Linked DNA regions of Zea mays: region 1 is linked to region 2. Evidence: chromatin contacts called from public Hi-C data. All regions are on one chromosome and are shown on one strand. Each heading gives the region's core, a stretch centred on a gene start, on an enhancer-like site or on the middle of the called end of the contact. The rest is flanking DNA. Distances are from core to core; before and after follow the strand shown.

Evidence for each region. A called contact is a pair of places that touch in the nucleus more often than the background predicts.
Region 1: a contact with region 2 is called in a Hi-C map of ear, with 5 times the contacts expected there. The contact joins the enhancer-like site here to the promoter of LOC100384712 in region 2. A contact is called at or near these places in 9 of 25 Hi-C or Micro-C datasets (bundle sheath, ear, endosperm and 2 more).

What each region holds. Positions count from the first base shown.
Region 1 is chr3:217,736,339-217,741,671 of Zm-B73-REFERENCE-NAM-5.0, reverse strand. No RefSeq gene overlaps it. Among protein-coding and RNA genes, the nearest start is that of MIR319a, 6.7 kb to the left of the region's middle. Within about 2 kb of position 2,346, at least 9 of the 20 cell types and tissues checked have an H3K27ac peak or open chromatin away from gene starts, as enhancers often do. A contact at or near this core is called in ear and tassel, where this site is marked.
Region 2 is chr3:217,654,209-217,659,291 of Zm-B73-REFERENCE-NAM-5.0, reverse strand. It overlaps LOC100384712 (Calcium-dependent lipid-binding (CaLB domain) family protein), which reads left to right and starts at 3,679. Exons shown (of 1, transcript NM_001177186.1): 1 at 3,679-5,083. The coding sequence starts at 3,729. The coding sequence ends at 4,565.

The DNA of each region.
Region 1 (5,333 bases), core at 1,097-3,596, 84 kb before region 2:
TGGTTAAGCTAACAATACCTGTTTTCATTATAAATATTAGTTTTTATTTATTTAGTTAAATTTGACATGTTATAATTCATGCACAAACCAACATTAACATTCTCCTAGCCACGTAATAAGTTTTAGGTTCGCTAACCAGTGCCTACCTGTTATCTAGCTAGTCTGCCATGATCAGCACCTACAACTTATAATAATAGAGGATTACCCATAAATGCAATTAGCACTCTAATATACTTCATCCGTCCTAAAATAAAAATAGATATCGCTATGATATTTAGCCGATCAAACTTTCTTATGATTGAACTATATTTTTAGAAAATGCTAGCAATAAACTCAATGGTCTATCTATATATTATAAATAGTAATATATTTTCATACACATTTGATCAAAGCTAAAAAAATTAGTAAATTGAAATGACACTTATTTTGGGATGAAAAGAGTATGAGTACTAGTTTGTATTGCACGAACACAAATTAAGACTTAACTGAATATCTGTTACAATCTTTAACTAACAATTTTAACTATTATAATATAAACTTGATATGGTTACATTTGTAATTACTATCCAATGAACATAAAATATAATTCATAACAAATATAATTAATATGCAACAAATGAATAATTTGATTATAGTTTAGGAGAGCATGCAATGTCTGACTACCCGACTAAAGGGAGCCAGTTTGGGCTCTGGACTCGGGACTTTCAAGGGTTGACGAAGCTCAGCTCTACATAACCTTGTTTTTGCCACATCTCAACATCAAACATTTCATCAATTAGGTCATCAAGAGCACTAAACCCGTAACCTAGACTTCTTCTTTCAGGCCTATTTGATGCTATTATAATCAACTTGTACAAGCCAAGAGTACGTGGCATTATCAGATGTTTGATTTCTTAAGCCTAAGGTGGGTGTTGACATGTTGTCCTCTTTAGGTTAGCCCCGAAGCCATGGTGCAAAGAGAACACGCCTTCCATCGACACCAACGTCTGTTATATCTACAAAGGCACTAATGACATATGCGAGCTATATTTACTACCTAAGCAGGTCATTCTCAACAGGGGTCTAATGTTAATTTTTCTAAGATTCTCGGGTATTTGAAACAATGTAAACAAGTTTCATCCTCATAAAACTCATTTTATCACATAAAACTTTTATCATCTCTTTTTATTTATACTATGACATGCCATCTTATTAATTTAATGCTAAAAAAACTCCTATTGAGATTGGTCTGATTTTGCGAAGTGTACATGTCCTTGACCACATTTAGGCTATCTAAGACCCCTTTATTTGTTAGATCAATGTTTTTCTAATCCTAAAAACTATCATAACCAATGTTAATGTTAAGTGATGTCCATATATACTACTAGTTGGCTACTTTTGCATATCACTATCATCCAAAAAATAATACAATTACAATACAATACCAAGTCAAACTTTTTAAAAATTAATTAAATTTATGTAAGATACGAATATTTATGCCTCCAAATAAGTGTCACTGCATACACCATGAGATATATTTTCATAGCGTACATGTTTGTGTTATAAGATTTGTATAAAATTTTCAAACTTTAGAAAGTTTGACTAGACAGAGCTAGAGTTGTATTTGTTTCGAGATAGAGATAGTATATAGGTCTAAAATTTATACTTCCTCAGTCCCTAAACAATTGTTATTCTTGCTTTCGAAAATCAATATATAATATTTATAATGTATAATTAGTATCAATAATGTATTATTGAATCTATTTTTACAGTAAGTTTATTTGAAGATACAAATGATGATAATAGTTTCTATAAATATATAGTTAAACTTTAAGAAAATCCGACAATTAATAATAAGGGAGGAACATCAGTATATATCTCTCTCTCAAACTGTATATATGTCGACGCCAACAGCATCATGTGACATCTCTTCGATTCGCCTTGCCGCTATGATTCTTGGCCTTGACGTACTAGCGTTTGTCCCCCTCCAATTTTATAATGAACTTGCAGCAAAAGGAGGAGATATGGACCACAGACCATTTTCTCAGGCACACTGTAAGAACGGTTTCGCACGCACCTTTGTAGGAGCTGAAAGATTTGAATACCCCAGGGCCAGGGCCCAGGGCTATGCTATGCGTGGTAGATCATGCATGGAGTACAAACAGGGTGTCATGCACTGCAAGTTCCCATGCACGTCCGTATGCGGGCAAAGTGCGGCGTTGCATGCATGGGTAAACCCTCGTCCAACACCAGCTGCCACGACCATCTTTCTGCGTTAGTAAAACCTAGCTAGATGATCAGCATTCAGCAGGGAGGGAGATGGGAGATGATGCTACTGTGCTCCTCGCCGCCGACAAGTTCTTCCAAGTCCTGTCCGCGAGAGTACCTGAGCCTGACGGCCGGGACCAGTACGTGGCTGCGGATGGTCCTGCCTGCCATGCAAAAGCAGTCTCTCGTCTCTGCGAGAGGAAATGAGGCGCGCTCTGTCTCTGTCCGGTCCGGCGATATTCAAATGGAAGCGGTCGAGGTGGTGGCCCCTGTGAGAAGATCTGTCCCTGACAGTTTAAACTGGAGCTGAGAATTGACAATTCGAAACACCCATGCATTTGTACTTGTCGGTACTTTAACTTGCAGACGCAGTTTTGCGCGATAATTTTGCAGCTATCACCATGATCTCTTCCCACTTTCATTTAGGAGTTACGAGATTACTCGGCAAGGGAATGGGTCGGCGGCAATGAGGCCTCAAGGCCAATTTTGCAAGGGCATGGTTTCCATTAGAGTTGAAAGTTGGGTCGTGCTCTCGACCCATATTTTGGACTAAATTTTTAGAACAGGCACGACACGATTAATTTTTTTTCCTTTTTTGTTGTGGTACCTGCTTGTGGGGTGGTCCCAATCACTATTTTTTTTCCCTTTTTTGTTGCCAAATGTATGCATGTGGGGTGACATATTATTTTAGGGATGTAAAATATGGTACCACATTTTTTTGAAGCATGTCATCTTTTTTTTGTGTACATACATATACATCCAACAATATACACAATCAGTAATACTGCAGTCATCAGTCAGTAATTTTACAACATTTACTCAATAATAATTCTAGTAGTGAAGAGATATTATGAAATTATTGACGAAACACACAATAATTATTGAAGAAACAATCGGTAATTACTGACGAAATGCTCAGTTATTACTAATGAAACACTCTATAATTGCTAACAGGGCGTTCAATAATTACCAACGAAGCAGTCGGTTATCTACAGACGAAACGCTCGATTATTACTGACAAAACATGCAGTAATTACTGATGAAATATCATGTAATTACTGTAACGTTCGGTTATTACCGACGAAACGTCATGTAATAACCAGTGAAATGTTCGGTTCTTACCGACGAACTGTTTGCTTAATACTAACGAAACGTTCAGTTATTAACAATGAAACGTTCGGTTAGCACTGACGAAACGTTCGACTATTACTGTTGAGACGTTCGGCTATTACCGACGAATCTGAACAAAAAAATAGGAAAAGGGACACGCGGGAGAGAGGGCAGCTTTTTTTGCATGCGGGCATGCAGGGGACGTGCGGGACGGAGGTGAGACTCGTCCAGATGAAGCTTTACCCTAGGTGACAAATAGCGCTAGCTTATATATAGTTTATATATTATTAGCCCTAGGCTTACAATAACTAAAGGAAGCCCAGGATAGTCACTAGCTACGCGGTTGAACCTAACCAGATTGGCCCACGTGCATGACCTGCGCGTGTATTTCAGCGCGTATCAATCCCGTGATCTACAGTTTCTTTCTTTGAATCTTTGTCTCTCCATTCGCTTTAAACCATCGGGTAACCACTCGATCTCGAGTTGCTAATAAAGAGTGTGACACAAGGATTTGTTTTACCGAGGTTCGGTTCTCGCAAACCTACTCCCCGTTGAGGTGGTCACAAAGACCGGGTCTCTTTCAACCCCTTCCCTCTCTCAAACGGTCCCTCGGACCGAGTGAGCTTCTCTTCTCAATCAAACGGGAACAAACTTCCCCGCAAGGACCACCACACAATTGGTGTCTCTTGCCTTGGTTACAATTGAGTTGTTCGCAAGAAAGAATGAAAGAAGGAAGCAATTCAAGCGCAAGAGCTCAAAAGAACACAACAAATCTCTCTCACTTATCACTAAAGCCTTGTGTGGAATTGGGAGAGGATTTGATCTATTTGGTGTGTCTAGTATTGAATGCTATAGCTCTTGTAATGTGTAGAAGTGTGGAAACTTGGTTCCAATGAATATGGGGTGGTTGGGGTATTTATAGCCCCAACCACCACAAAGTGGCCGTTGGAAGGCTGCAGTCGCATGGCGCACCGGACAGTCCGGTGCGCCACCGGACACTGTCCGGTGCGCCAGCCACGTCAGCAGACTGTTGGGGTTCGACCGTTGGAGCTCTGTCTTGTGGGCCCGCCTGGCTGTCCAATGGTGCACCGGACAAGTCCTGTAGACTGTCCGGTGTGCCACCCGCGCGTGCTCTGCTCCTCTGCGCGCACAGGCGCGCATTTAATTCGTTGCAGTCGACTGTTACGCGTGAAGTAGTCGTTGCTCCGCTGTCACACCGGACACTGTCCGGTGACTCACCGCACAGTTCGGTGAATTATAGCGGAGCGGATTCCCGAAGCTGGCGAGTTCAGAGTTGCTCTCCCCTGGGGCACCGGACACTGTCCGGTGGTGCACCGGACAGTCCGGTGAATTATAGCGGAGCGCCTCTGAGAATTCCCGAAGATGTTGAGTTTAGCTTGGAGTTCCCTGGTGCACCGGACATTGTTCGGTGGTGCACCGGACACTGTCCTGTGGCACATCGGACAGTCCGGTGCGCCAGACCAGGGAGCACTTCGGTTATCCCTTGCTCTCTTTGTTTGAACCCTTTTTCTTGGTCTTTTTATTGGCTTATTGTGAACCTTTGGCACCTGTAAAACTTATAGACTAGAGCAAACTAGTTAGTTCAATTATTTGTGTTGGGCAATTCAACCACCAAAATCAATTAGGAGAATAGGTGTAAGCCTAATTCCCTTTCAATCTCCCCCTTTTTGGTGATTGATGCCAACACAAACCAAAACAAGTATAGAAGTGCATAATTGAACTAGTTTGCATAATTGTAAGTGCAAAGGTTACTTAGAATTGAGCCAATATTAATTTTCATAAGATATGCTTGGATTGTTTCTTTATTTTTAACATTTTGGACCACGCTTACACCACATGTTTTTTTGCAAATTCTTTTGTAAATTCTTTTCAAAGTTCTTTTGCAAATAGTCAAAGGTAAATGAATAAGATTTTGAGAAGCATTTTCAAGATTTGAAATTTTCTCCCCCTGTTTC
Region 2 (5,083 bases), core at 2,430-4,929:
CCGTTTGGGATCGGATCCCACCGTCCGCCCCGTATCGTGGGGACGACCTCCTCTTTTATAGACCAAAGAGGGGGCAGTCAGCAGTGGCTTCTTTAGAAAGGAGCCACCGGACAACGGTAAAACTGAGTGTTCTAACCTTATCACCCAATTAACCAAAAATAGAAACAACAAAAAGGAAGTTTCGCCCTTGAATACTGGCGGAACATTCATATGCATGTCGTGCAGTCTTCGCCCCAGCGAGGTGATCGAGCGCGCATATGGCACTCCGTCCTCTCTCTCTAAAACCATGGCTTAGTGAGAGAGGGAAGCCTCCACATATAAACTTGTATCACTTCACTTAGACTAGTAATGTAGTGTTATTGGTTCGACTATTTTCTTGTTATACATTAGATTTTGTGATTTTTATAGTGTTTAATTGAAATTTCCAATTAGACCAAGATCATAAATCCAACATCCTGTATGCCCACTCCTACAAGGACAGTTCAGTAGCACCTGTTTGGTCGGTGCACAGTGTACTGCAACGTCGGACTCGGACGGGGAGCAGACGCGTACGTCTACATGGCACGCGTGGGCCGGGCGCCACCGCTGGAGCCTGGAGCACCGCGTACGTGGGTACGGGCGGCCCGACGCCCCGACCTGATGCTGATGGGAGGCAACGCTGCGCTGCCCAGCCGGCGTGGAACAAGATCGTCTGCAGTCAGCCAATACGACTTGCCTCTGCAGTCGCTTCATCCGAGCCGTTTGTTGTGGATCCAACCGTTAACAAGTGTCAGGCTCTCTATTTCTCTGTAAGCTGGATGTCCTTCTTTGCACTTCTATGTTTTTTTTTGTCCAACCAAGTTCTTCTAGGCTTTGCAGTTTTAGATGCGCTGATTTCCTTCCATTTCAGATGCGCGGATTTCCTTTTTTATGCAACAAGCTGAAGTTGATGATCCCTTTGATCGATTCCAAGTTAATTCGATTTCTCATGGGAAGAAAAATAAGAGAACGCCAAAGCTGTGGCACAAGTCACCATCGCGCCAAAAATAAAAAAACAGAACCGGCGCCAAAAATACCTAGCTTCAGCGCCAGCCGTGGCTAATGACATATTGGGCCGGGAGTTAATAGGCCGGGAGCTAGCTGTGGAAGGACAAAGCACATAGAAGCTAGTAGCTGTTCGATCTGTGATGGACGGACTGCAGGCACGGATCGCGTGACTGCAGAGGCAAGTCGTATCGGCTGACCCCATCCCTGCAGCTGCGGCACGGCGCGCGGCTCCGCTTTCCCGGCGCCGAGGGAATCCCCGCGCTCGGCCGCATGGGCCATGGCCGCGTGGCTGCCGGCTACCGCGCGCGGCGCGGGCCCCTGCCCAGCCACGAGTTGTCTTGTCTACTACCACGGGTGCTGGCGGTGGGTGATGGTAGTAGGGTGGCGACGGGACGTCGGAGTGGAGTGTTGCGTGTGCGTCCTGCTGCCCCCCCTGCCCGTCCGTCCTCTGGTGTGGGTCAGCCGACCGTGGTGCTGTGCTGTGGTGTGGTGTGGCGTGGGGATCTTTGTGCTTTGACGGGGTCGGGCAGCAGAGCACTCACACGTCCCATCCGGTCTCGTCGTGGGCTCGCGGCTCGCCGCTCCGGTCCGGCCAGGGATGGATGGGATGCCGCCGAGTCCTGCGATTCCGCTGTGCTGCCCGTTGTTTCATTGGCCGATCAAATCAGTCGGGGGGCCCTCGACGCGACCACACGGCTTGCAAAGAATTCGAGGGACGACCAGGGCCCACGGGCGGTGTTCGAGCTGCCCATCTTGCACCGAGTTGCAGACCGTGCTCGCAAATTGCATGCAGTGCACCGCGCTCACAAGAAACGTAGTAGTAAACATATTCTCTGGTCCCTGGAGGATCAGAAAAATGTTACTTGATCGCTGTGCACGAGCGTCTCCTTGCTGCAACAGCGGCTGTGATCGATGCCCGTTCACGGTTCACCAGGGGCGTAGACTCCAGCTGTCCAGCGTCTCCTTGCTAAGTCGCATTCACAGCAGCGACCAGCGAGTACGGGTTGAGGAAATTCTACAGAGGGCGTGTTTAGAGCAACTGCATCAGGAACCAAAAAATATTCTCCCAATCCTATTTTAGAGGGAAAAAAAGAAAAAAATGGTCACCAACAACTCCCTAATCCATCTCCCAATTTTCCCGCATGAGTAAAACTTCTCATCCATTCTCGGAGTGAGTAAAAAGAAAAAAAAACTTGTCATCCAATTCCCTGATCCGGACACCCACACTCCATTTGTCATCGTCGTGACGCTGATACATTTGACGGGCCTCATCTCGCTCGTCACCTCGTCACGACGATGCGATCCATTCTCGGTAAGTTTGGTGAACAAGCGAGTCCTAGCTTCGTGTCGGAGAGGCCGCCTGACACTGTCCCTTTTCTGGTGCCCATGTTCAAAGAGATACACATTTGACAGGTAAGTATGGCTTCGATTCGGTCAGTAAGAACTTACGTCCCGTTTGGATCATTAAAATTGAATTCCACTTTAATAATAATAATTTAGGAATATGTTAATTAAGTTAATTTCGGTTTTATGCAAAATATATTTGTATACTATTATTAGCAAAATGTCGTAGATATTTATGTACTACATTTTTAAGGAGTGAGACAAAGATTTTTATGTAAGTTACAGAGTAGAAACAAATTATACTAATACATAAAATCATTTATCATTCTCTACTTTATAAATTTGAGATAAGCTTATATTTGAACTTTGAAAAATGGTGGAATGTTAAATTCCAAGCTAAATAAATTACTTTATTAATAGAATTTTAATTTTTCTAAAATAAAGGGATCCAAACGTTTTATAACGTCATGTTTGATTCTTTTGTCTATATAGGTTTCTTATTTTAACTTATAGTATGGTATATTGATATGCAATTTGGATTTTATGCAAAACTAGTTTTTCAATTTTGATTAATTTTGTCACGTAGTTTTTTTTAACCTCATTAATTCTCTTCCTGCGTCCGCCCGCTCCCTAGACTCGGCATGGCTTGATTTGCTTTCATGTACTCGCTCAGCCACCGGCATGGGGAGGGCGAGCACTACTCCGTTCCGCTGGACAGCATGCCTTGCCTTGCTTGTTTAGGAAAATTGACAAGCGCGGTGCAGTATAATGAATATCAAAATATAACAGTGTAGTATCCTTGTTATTTAAATAATCATTGTTATTTTTATTAAACATTTTTTGGAAAATTATTGGGACTTGTTAGAGTTACTCCTTAATTTTTTAGATTTCATACTTTTAAATAGATTCCAGTTACTATGTTTTGGGACCTTTGTTTTTTTTTTGTTACTGTTGGAATTGTTCTTAGCCTGGCTATATCCTTATATGGGCTGAATCAAGGGAAACCGGAGCAATGGCCCAACCGCATTGGAAGGTTCTCCAAAGCGGGCCGTTTTGTTAGGTTCCTCCTCATTGGGTCGGGCCGAGCACGGCCGAAGCTCAGAATTCGGCGGACGCAGCTGGCAGGCTGGCAGCCATCACCGCTTCATCATTTCATCAAAGTTCGAACGTTGGCCCCTGGCGGGACTCGTTCATAACCTTCCGATCCAGCAGCCACGGCTTGCATCAGGCCGTCCGTTCAAATCCCCGTAACCGTGAGACCCCAAATCCGACCACCCGCCCGCCCGCCCGCCAAAGCCTTCCGTCGTCTCGCCCTCCCGCACCCGATCGAGAAATCCTAGCTCCGTCGCTCGCCGGCGATGGAGGCGCCGGACGAGGAGGCCGGGCTGGGGCTCCCTGAGGGCGAGCGGCTTCTGGAGGTGGCCCTCATCTCCGCGCAGGGGCTCAAGCCCCCGTCCGGCGTGCGGCGGCGGCTGCAGGCGTACGCGGTGGCCTGGGTCGACGCGGGGCACAAGCTCCAGACCCTCCCCGACGCCACGGGCGGCCTCGACCCGGCGTGGCACGCGCGCCTCCTCTTTCGCGTGCGGGAGGCCTCGCTCGCCGACGACTCGCCCGCCGCCGTCTCCGTTGAGATCTACGCCGCCGCCGCCGCGGGCTCCTGGCACTTCGGCGGGGACTCGCTCGTCGGCTCGGCGCGCTTCCTGATTGGCGACCACCGCCTCCTGTCCCGCCCGGTCGGCTCCCCGTCCATGTTCGCCGTCGGCGTGCGCCGCCCCTCCGGCAGGGTCCACGGCCTCCTCAACGTGGCCGCGAGCCTCGTCGCGGTGCCCCCGTCCCCGGCCGCCTGCCACGCCCTCCGCCTCTCGCCGGCCGTCTCCCTCAGCGGGCCCTCCGTGGCGCCGACCCCAAGCCGCGTGCTCCGCGTCCTCAACCGCGCGCACCGGACACCTCCACCGTCCCCGAGGCTTCTTACGCCCAAGAAGCAGCAGATGGTGGACGACGGCAGCGACGAGGCCGAGGAAGACGCGAGGGGGATGGGCGGGGTCGTGTTCTGCGGGCCCTGCGTCGGACCATTACCAAGAAAGATACGCACGAGCCCCTCAGACGAGAACCTGCAGGCCTTCGCTAACATCTTCTCTGGCGGGCTCAGGCATTGCCGGACAGAGCCCTCATTTTTGAGGAGTCCAGGCAAGTAGGCTTTATGCTCTCAATTGGTTTCCTGTGGAGTTAGCCCGTTTCCTCTTGAGATCAGGGTAAATCTGAGTTGTATCATAGCACCTCTTGTTATCATCAGAAATATGTTACATCAAATTTTCTGTAGATTCAGTGGATTTAGAATATTCGAGCCACATATATCAGCGTTGAAATTCTTTGCTGGTCTCTAGTATATCATGTTGGAAGAAAGCTGCTTCTTCCTCAATACATATATTAGATTGGTAATTTCAGTGGGGAACAATGCTTGCAGCATTGACACAAAGTCTTATGATTTACTATCTCTCTGTCCAGATATTTTGAGATTCAAAATTTGGACACAAATTTAAGCATTTTTGGCACAATCCACCCCTCTGTCCTCCCTATTCCGCACACATTAAGCCTTATTTGCTCAGCAAGCAGCTGCGAGGCATTTCCACCCTCCCTCGTGACCTTCTGCACACACACACAGCAGAGGGATGCTGTGGCCGCCACAGCTACCATTTATTACCTTGACAGCAGT